3 separate regions of the Mus musculus genome follow, and regions 2 and 3 are each linked to region 1. Evidence: chromatin contacts called from public promoter capture Hi-C data. All regions are on one chromosome and are shown on one strand. The core of a region is the stretch at or near the end of the contact, and the rest is flanking DNA. Distances in the headings are between cores, read along the strand shown.

Region 1 (3,025 bases), core at 290-2,789:
CAGTTTGGCCTTTACCTGATGAGCCATTTTACTGGCCCTATTATTTATTTGGAGACAGGGTTTCTATAACTCTGGTTGTCCTGGAACTCACTCTATATCCAGCTTACCTTCAACATCCAGAGACCCACCTGACTCTTGATTGTTGGGATAAAGGTAGCCACCATATCAGGCTCCAATTTATTTTTGAGACAGTTTTATATTGTAACCTCAGGATTCCTTCAAGCCATGTATGAACACTTGAGCCATTCTGCCCAGTTTTTTTTTTTGGGGGGGGGGCGGTTTCAAGACAGGGTTTCTCTGTGTAGCCCTGGCTGTCCTGGAACTCACTCTGTAGACCAGGTTGGCCTCGAACTCAGAAATCCACCTGCCTCTGCCTCCGAGTGCTGGGCTTACAGGCATGCACCACCAATGCCCAGCTTCTGCCCAGTTTTTAAGTTTTGAAACAAGTCTCTTGTAGCCCAGGCTGGCAAGCACCTCTCGGGCATAAACTACAAGGCTCTATCTTCATTTTCAAGATATGAAACTATAATTCAAGGTGACACAAGATCACGTTGCTGGGGAGGGAGGGAACCAGGATTTGAGCCTGGGTTAACAGAACTCCAAAATCCTGTTTCAGATGACTAAAACCCTGTTCATTCCCTCAGAAGGGAGCAGCAGACTCATTCCTACAAGCTACACATAGGTCAGAGTGATGTCACCATCTCTGCGGGGCTGATTCATCAGCCTGGGTTTATTTAGGAGGCGCCTCTGGGGGAGGGGTCTCCTGGTGGGGTCTTGAAGAAACTATCAAACCAGGCGTTGGAAGCAGAGGTTTTCCTCTGTGTCGGTTTCTAGGTCCTTTCAGCAAGAGCCCAGCCATTCTAAAAGTTGAAGAGACAGAGCCCCGGAAGGATCTATGATCCCCTAGTTTACACGGAGAGAGGGAACCAGAAAGGACCAACTTGGTTGTGGGGTCCCCAGCCTGTCATACTACATAGCTCTCTGGCCTGGTGGTAGTAAAGGTGTTTGGATCCCCTAGGCAGGCCGTGGGGGGAGGGGCGGGCGTTCGAAGTGTTGTAGCGCGGTGGGGTATGGAAGAAAGCTGGTGGCCATCTGGAGGTCTGGGATCTGTGGGGAAAGTGCCTCGACTTTCAGACCAGTCGTGGGTGTGGTTCAGAGAAGTCAGTGAGGAGAATCTGAAGGTTCCTAAGGGTGAGCTTGAGGCAGGCTAGCAGCAAAGCCAGAGTGTCCCACCTCTTGGGGTAGGAGGGCCTGGGGAGACTGCGGGGTGGCGTTGGGGAGGGGCTAGCCAGCGAGGAGTTGTCCCTTCTTCCAGGAGGGGCTCCCCAAGGGAAGGGTTGACTCGATCTGGAGGAGAGGGGCTATGTGGGGCGTCCGCCCTTCCGGGGAAGGGGCTCGACGGCGGGGGCGGGGCCGCAGGGTGGGGCCCCATCCTCCTCGCGCTCCCCCGCGACGCGGGCGGGCAGGGGCGGGGACGGAGGCGGTGGGCGCCCGCGGCCGGCCCACAATGAGGACAGCGGGCCGCGGTGAGTAAGCGGCGGCCGCCCGGGCCGGGCCACGCGGGGCGGAGGCTTCGCGGGCAGGTCGGGGCAGGCTGGCCGGGCGGGGTCGGGAGCCGAGTCCGCAGCCCTAGCCGCGCCAGAGCGGAGCGAAGACACCGAGGCCCCGCCCCGGCCGCCGGTGGCGCCCCGACCTCCGAGCCGCGCCGCAGACACAGCCGGAAACTGGCCCTGCCGGAGCGCAAGCGGCAGCCCAGTGCCACCTGACCCCGAGTCGGAGCCACACGAACCGGAGCCCAAGTCCGAGCCCCAGTCCGGGCCGTCTCCGAGCCGGGCCTGCCATGGCGGGGCCGCGGGGCGCTCTCCTGGCCTGGTGTCGCCGCCAGTGCGAGGGCTACCGCGGCGTGGACATCCGCGACCTGAGCAGCTCCTTCCGGGACGGCCTGGCTTTCTGCGCCATCCTGCACCGGCACCGGCCCGACCTGCTGTGAGTGCCCGGGGTGCGCGAGCGAGCACGCGGGGCTGGGGACCGCCGCTCCCCTCAATGACGCGGTGGCACGCGCCGCCCTGAGAGGTCCGGGACCTCACACCCGCCGCTTCTGAACGCGGAGCAGGGCCACCCGAGACCCCAAGACCGTGCACCCCCTCCCCCACCTCGGGCCACTGGTGTCAGGCTCTGACCTCTAAGAGGGAACTCTGACCCGTCCTTCGGGACGTCGTTACTCTAGGCTCCAGCAGAAATACTGAGCCTCGCTTCCTCCATTGGCGTCAGAGCATAGTAACCCCAAACTTGACTGTAGGAGATGAGAATATGCCACTCCCCCAGTTAGGCTTCCTTTAAGTTCGAGCTGGTCCCCGGGTGCTCTGGGAGGCTGACTTCTTTCTAATAGAAATTTACATCTTTGTAAGGGCACCTACCGGAAAGGGTCTTCAGAAAGAATGCGGCCCCAGATCACTTCCTACCTGGGAGAAGCTGCCGGGCTTCGGCTTTACTCACTTCCCCATCCTTCCCTCCCCTAGAAGACAAACCCCATTCCTTTCTATAGATAAGCGGCTATCATCCGGCACAGCAAGTCCCATATTTTGTGGGACTTCCGTGGGAATGTAGGTCATTAGTTTTAATTCTCTCTTCAGCTAGTTTGCCATTTACATTTAAGGCGCAAAGAACCTAGAGGGATGGAGGAGAAAGCTTTTGTAAGGCACTTTGGGCAGATACTCTGTAGGGCACTAACCCCGTTTCTGGCACAGGGTTCCTAGCTAAATGGCTGTCAGGTGACTGCGGGTACACTACTTCCCCAAACCACCTCGATAGGAATCTGTCTAGGTGTATGGTCCCGCGGCTCTGCTGGTTACAGTGGGGAACAAAGATGGAGCAGAAATTAGGAGCCAGGCAGGGGAGGTCTCTAGTGCAGCTGACAACTGCCAATCTGAAGCTTCCGGCTGGAATGTGGATCCCTCCTACCTGAGCTTCTCAGAAGGGTCTCCCCGGAAAATATAATCAGACCCACAGGACAACCAACCGAGGC
Region 2 (3,025 bases), core at 290-2,789, 2.3 Mb after region 1:
TTAATCATTTAATGTCATGCTATTCTCAGGGACTTCAACCTTAACTACTTCAAAACTATAACCAAGTTTAACTTTTCCCCCAAACTTGAGTCTTCACAACCACTGTCAGTTCACTTGGGAGGAAGACCATTCATGTTCCTTGAGTCAAAAATTTGTCAGACACAAGCAACCCTAAGCTACACCCAAGCTATCATTAAATCCTGGTGGTTCTTATAAATCCATTCCAGGCAAATGCTCTCTTACCCCTTCCACCAATAGGTCACAGCCATCTCTTGCCTGAGAGAGATGTGCCTTCCGTATTCTACTCTCCACAGGGCAGCAGAGAGGATCGGGTTTGAAATGTCAATCAGTAAGTGCAACCACTGACCCTTTCCTACACAAAGTCATGAATCATTTGGCCCCCCATTTGCATTTCCACTTCAGTCAAACAGGTCCCTATGACCAACTGAAAACATGTCACAACAAACTTCCACCCCAGTTCTTTCATAACGAGCAAAAGGCACTTCTGGTTGATTTAAAGGAACGCGACTCTTTTGAATAAGACACCATGTAATATTCCCTCACCTACTTCTCAAGGTCTAGAAGAAAAGTGTAATATTTTCTTCCCTCTTCATAGATTACAAACGTGAGATTTGAGATTACCTGGTAAACATATGATAGAATTGGAATTAAAAAACTCAGATTACTCTTCACCGGAACATAAGCTGTCTGAATGGATAGGAATGGTCCACGGTGACTCTACATGGCTAAAGGTACATGCTGGGAGTTAGGGAAGAACATGGGAAACAGTCTGAGGAAAAGAACCAGAGGAGGAATGTTACCTGTGCCAAGAATGTGAAGTTTCAGGGAAAAGGGAAGTGTCAAATGGAAGGAACTTAGATACCTCTAAATCGAAGAACAAAGCACTTAACTCACAGTAACTATACAGGTAGTACATAACACCACCGATCTTGACTTAAAAAATAAACAAACAAACACCCTATCTTTTCCTGGCAATAAGGCTGACTAGGAATGTTCCATTAGCTATTGCCACTTGCCTGGGATAAGGTGTGACACCAGGCTGGCAGTAGACTTACAGCAAGCACCCCATCTTCACACTTAGTTTTTCCGCAGGACCAATTTGGACGAAGTTTGTGTGCAGTGAGAGTTGGGTAAGGGAAGGGTTGGCCTTAAACTTTTAAACTTCAGAAGGCAAAGAAAATAGCAATTATCTTCTTCCCTATTCCCTCTGGACCTTTGTGACTGATAGTCCAGACAGTCTCTGGGAAAGTCCAGAGGGGACTGCGGCAGAGGGTGGCTCCTGGCCTCGCCCTCCCTCTTGTAGCAGCAACTTTCCATTTATGCCCGTCCTTTTCGTTCCAGTTGTGACAGATTCGGTCCCCACATCTCCCCCGTGCCCTTCTCCCCGACCCATCCCGAGATTTACTTCGAAGCCCCAAACCCCTCCTCACCACGGCTCCGGCCACGGCGTGTACCAGACTTTCGTAGGACAGCACAGAGGCCATGGTGCCACACTTTTCACTCAGGCGCCTCAGAGTGTGCGGGTTCGTGAAAGGACCGTCTCAAGCCCCACCTCTCAGAAGTCTCCCCCGCCTCCACCAGAACGACTGCTTCCGGGTCACAGACTGCCCTGGTTCGCTGGGGAGAACAGCCGGGGAGGCGAGTGTGAAATGCCCAGGAACGCCCCTGAACATCGATTGGTCCGGATCGGTCAAGGGGCGGAGCAATGCTCAGTGGCTATGGAAGGATCTGTGTTCTGAGCACCCCCTGCAAAGGTTCCTAGCCCCTCAGTCTGTCAGTGTGCTTGCACACTAAATTGGTTAGTCAAGCCCATAAAACGGGAGGACATAAAAGTCCTTAATGACTCCTGCACCCCAGTTCCTTGCAAAATATATGTTGGCAGGCTCAGTTGTTAGTGCTTGCTTAGCATGACTACCAGCAAACCATAAACACCAGTAAACACAGTACTCAGGAAGTGGAAAGAGGATCTGGGGACTGAAGAGTTGGCTCAGTTAAGAACAAGTACTGCTTTTGCAGAGGATCCTCGTTTAGGTCCCAGTATCCCAAGCAAGTATAGTTCCAGGGGGTCTGACCTTCTCGGGTTTCCGCGCACACTAAGACATACACACACACACACACACACACACACACGACTAAATAATTTTGTTAAAAGAATTTAGTACAGAGTCACCCTCAGCTACAGAGAGAATTTGAGATTAACCTGGGCTGAGACTCGTCTCAAAACAAAAGCCAAAACAGACCTAAACCCTAAAACGTAGCCTGTAATCCCAGTACCATGGATGCTGAGAAGTGGAGTTGGCTAGCCAGAACTATAGAAACAGCGTCAAAACAAAAGCAACCCTCCAGGATAAGCTGATAGCCATAGATAAGGGGGTGGGTCAATATCTCCAACCTTCGTTTCTCCATTCAGCCATCCCAACACCCGCTGCGAGATATAGAATCAAGGCTCTGAGGCCCGGTAGTTAAACCTCTAGCATAGTTTGTTTAAACTGACAATTTGGGGCTGTATAGATATAGCTCAGCAGCTAAGAACGCTTGCTCTTCAGTTGCTATCACACAACCCTCTATGTCCCTCGGGACAGACGCCACAGCTTTCTGTCCTCTGAAAGAATCCAGGACTGCTTACATAAATGCACTCATGCACATAAAGGTAAATCTAAAAGCAAAGTCAGTATTTTACCCTTCCACTGTGATAGTCTTAAGGTTTCTATTCCTGCACAAAACATCATGACCAAGAAGCAAGTTGGGGAGAAAAGGGTTTTATTCAGTTTACATTTCCACATTGCTGTTCACCACCAAAGGAAGTCAGGACTGGAACTCAAGCAGGTCAGGAAGCAGGAGCTGATGCAGAGGTCATGGAGGGATGTTTCTTACTGGCTTGCTCAGCTTGCTTTCTTATAGAACCCAGGACTACCAGCCCAGAGATGGCACCACCCACAAGGGGCCCTCCCACCCTTGATCACTAATTGAGAAAATGCCTTACAGCTGGACCTCATGGGGGCAT
Region 3 (3,025 bases), core at 153-2,652, 2.1 Mb after region 1:
ACTTCATAAGTGGACTTTTTTTGGTGGAAGGGGCTTCTACAGTAAAGCCCTTAAGTTTGACTTCTTGAACATAAAGATCAGGCTACAGGCTTTGGCTTCAGATCTCGAAAACTTACAATTTGGGGACATTCCGGACACTTTATGGATTTTAAAACTATGTGAACCCATGAAGCATAGGTGTAATTTCATCATATTTAAGTAATGAAGTTCACATTCTTAGTCTTCACACACTTTATGCCAAAGTATTCGGGCAAGCAGTAAACTGACCACCAGTCTGTCCTTTGGTTCTGTCATCTAACAAAGAGAAATCCTGACAAAGACAAGCTATACTGTACTCACACACCTATCCAGCAGTTCTCAACATCAGGATACTCGTCTTTTCTTGGATCCCTTCCTTGTATGTGTTGAACACCATTCCAAGCGTTTTATTACGAATTCTTTCATTTACTGTCTGCATTCCAATGTAATAGGTATTGTTAGTTCCATTTTCCAGATAAGCAATCTAAACGTAGGTTTGATAATCTAACAGGGAAAGCTCCAGCACTAACCACTCTATAGTATTAGTGTTTTCTTATGGAGCGAGGAGGGCGGAAGTCATCAAAGGTACATAGACAAACAGTCACACACACATACACACACACACACACACACACACACACACACACACACACACACGCGAGACGGACACTTCTTTGGCGGTCAAGTTTCAAATCTGCGGAGCCCTGCAGACCTGGAGGCACCCATGCTGCTATATGGTCGTCAGGTCCAGGTGAACCTCCTTGCCACGAGAAGCCTGCGGATTGCACCTGGATCCTCCAGGTTTGCACAAGGGCCGGGAGAAAGCGCTCGACCGGTCGGTCCCAAGCAGATTACACACACTCGGGGAGCAGCCAGGGCGGGAACCTAGCTGCTCCCTAGCCAGCACAGCCCTGCAAGGCGGTGCACAGGTGCACGGTCGCACTCGACTGTCCTGTCGAGTGACCAGGGCTTTGAGACCCCAGCCCCTTGGGAAAGGGCGGGACTGGAGTGGAGGACTGCGGGAGGCAATCCCGGGCTCGGAGCCTACAGCGGCCGGCCGGTCCAGGGCACACGCGGAAGGGTCGAGGGGAGAAAGGATGCTCGAGCGGGGCGGGGCCGGTGGGGGAGGGGGACCCTGCCCGAACTCTCACTCACCGCCTCGTTCGCCTCCTGGCCCGGGCTCCGCGGCTCGCCCCACTCCGGTGCCAGCCGCTCACGTATCCTCCCGAGCCTCTAGTACCAGTCAGACTGCACCAAGTTAGGGAGAGGTCCGCGCAAGCCGAGGGAGCGTGGCGAGCGGGAACGAGGGGGTGGGGAGGGTGGGACGGTCGTTCTTGCCGCCGGGGACACCGCAGACACGACCGCCGCCGGCTCCACTCAGCCACGGAAGCTGCGGGCCCTCCCACCACTCCGGGTCCCGCCTCCGCACCCTCCCCCCTACCCGCCTGGGAGCGACAGCCGTATCGACCAATCAGAAACCTAGCGCCGTTAGGGCTAGCCCGATTTAGGGGGCGTTCGCCGAAGGAAGAGGAACGAGGGAGGCTAGTACGGCGGCGCGACTTCTGTGACTGACATCATAGCGCAGCCAATCGGTAACTGAGAGATGACTTCATCGCTGAAGGAAGTCTGGAACTGGCGGAGCGGCCGCCAAGAGGTGGGAGGAGGTCGGCGATGAGCCGGGGGGCGGAGTCTGGGTCTTAAAGAAACCGTAACACATCTGATCACCCTGTCAAAGGGTGACCGCGGAGCTAGCTACCTAGGGTTCGGTGCCCAGCCTGGAGGTTTAATGCAAAAATCCTGCAGTCTTCATCTTGGTCCTTCCTCCTGTCTTTGCTCCGCCGGGACTCCCAAGTCGATTATTTCACATTCGCATTTCCCGAAAGGACACAATAAATGCCGCTCTGGCCTGGAGCCCTGAACTCTGTCATGTCCCTGCCCTTCCGTGGCCAAGCGCTTTTTTTCTCTGAGTCGGTTCTCCTCCGGTAAAAGGACTGACACCTACCTGCCTAGACTGTTGAGATTATTTATCAACAGCGGAAGCGCTTGCAGCTGGAGGGAAAGAGTTGAATGAACCCAGATTTTATCCGGGGCCTCACTGCACTAAATGAATCTGGGCGGCTCTTCCAACTTTAAAATTCTAAACTGCTGGTGTGTAGCCTAAAAGTGTGTGTATGTCTGTGTGTGTGTGGGTGTGTGGGTGTATGTGTGGGAGAGAGAGAGAGAGCATAACTGCATAAATCCAACATTTAAAGAGACTTATCTACTAAAGCGGTGAGACTAGTTAAAGCCCACCCGGTCAAGTTGCTAAGAGCCACTATGGAGGCCCCTTTTCTGGAACACCACCCCTTCCCCCCAACAAAGGGGGAGAGCGCTGAAAAGGAGAAATAATTCGGACTTGGTGCCTTAGTGTTTCCGAAACACTTTCCCTTGGGAGATATAAACAACCGTCTATCTCCTCCTTTTAGGCCACCATCCACTGGATAAACTGAAGTATGATTGCCCCAGAGTCCAACGTGGAAAACCAGTGAGTTTATTGGGCTTGCTAAGAAATCATGGCTGGCCCCCAAAGCAGCGAGACCACCAAAAAGTTGCACCCCAGCATGGATGATGATGTCCCCATAGCTGCGTAGATGACATACACAGTTCAGTTAAACTTCCATAATCTACACAACTCTAGCCAAGTCACAAGACCTCAAGCAGCTAGGGCAAAATTGAGGACTTGAGAGATTCCTCTCCCCAATGAGCGGGGGGATGTTGGAGGAGGTAACTGGGATCCAGCAAGGATTCAGAGAAGCCCCCCCTAAGTCCTTCCGTCAATGCAGGAACATCTACAGTCAACAAGCCCAGTCTTGAGGGGCTCTTGCAAGATAGCTGTGCTTTTGCAAGGACAGAGCTGCTGGACACAAGGAAAAAGAAAGAAGGTTCTGGAGAACAGAGTCCCCAGTGTGAGAGCAAGGGTTAACACTGTAGAAGCAGAAACCCTCAGGGGCATCCTGACAGACATGGG

Evidence for each region. Promoter capture Hi-C pulls out the DNA fragments that hold promoters and counts their contacts.
Region 2: a contact with region 1 is called in a promoter capture Hi-C map of pre-B cells, with 5 times the contacts expected there. The contact joins the promoter of Slc25a17 here to the promoter of Micall1 in region 1.
Region 3: a contact with region 1 is called in a promoter capture Hi-C map of liver, with 4 times the contacts expected there. The contact joins the promoter of Mrtfa here to the promoter of Micall1 in region 1. A contact is called at or near these places in 2 of 39 promoter capture datasets (liver and pre-B cells).

Annotation. Positions count from the first base shown.
Region 1 is chr15:79,107,444-79,110,468 of GRCm38.p6, forward strand. It overlaps Micall1 (microtubule associated monooxygenase, calponin and LIM domain containing -like 1), which reads left to right and starts at 1,540. Exons shown (of 16, transcript NM_177461.1): 1 at 1,540-1,986. The coding sequence starts at 1,841.
Region 2 is chr15:81,359,226-81,362,250 of GRCm38.p6, forward strand. Slc25a17 (solute carrier family 25 (mitochondrial carrier, peroxisomal membrane protein), member 17) reads right to left here and starts at 1,540. Exons shown (of 9, transcript NM_011399.3): 1 at 1,452-1,540. The coding sequence starts at 1,505.
Region 3 is chr15:81,189,334-81,192,358 of GRCm38.p6, forward strand. Mrtfa (myocardin related transcription factor A) reads right to left here and starts at 1,403. Exons shown (of 14, transcript NM_001082536.2): 1 at 1,174-1,403. It overlaps 4930483J18Rik (RIKEN cDNA 4930483J18 gene), which reads left to right and starts at 1,520. Exons shown (of 2, transcript NR_015603.1): 1 at 1,520-1,672; 2 at 2,484-3,025.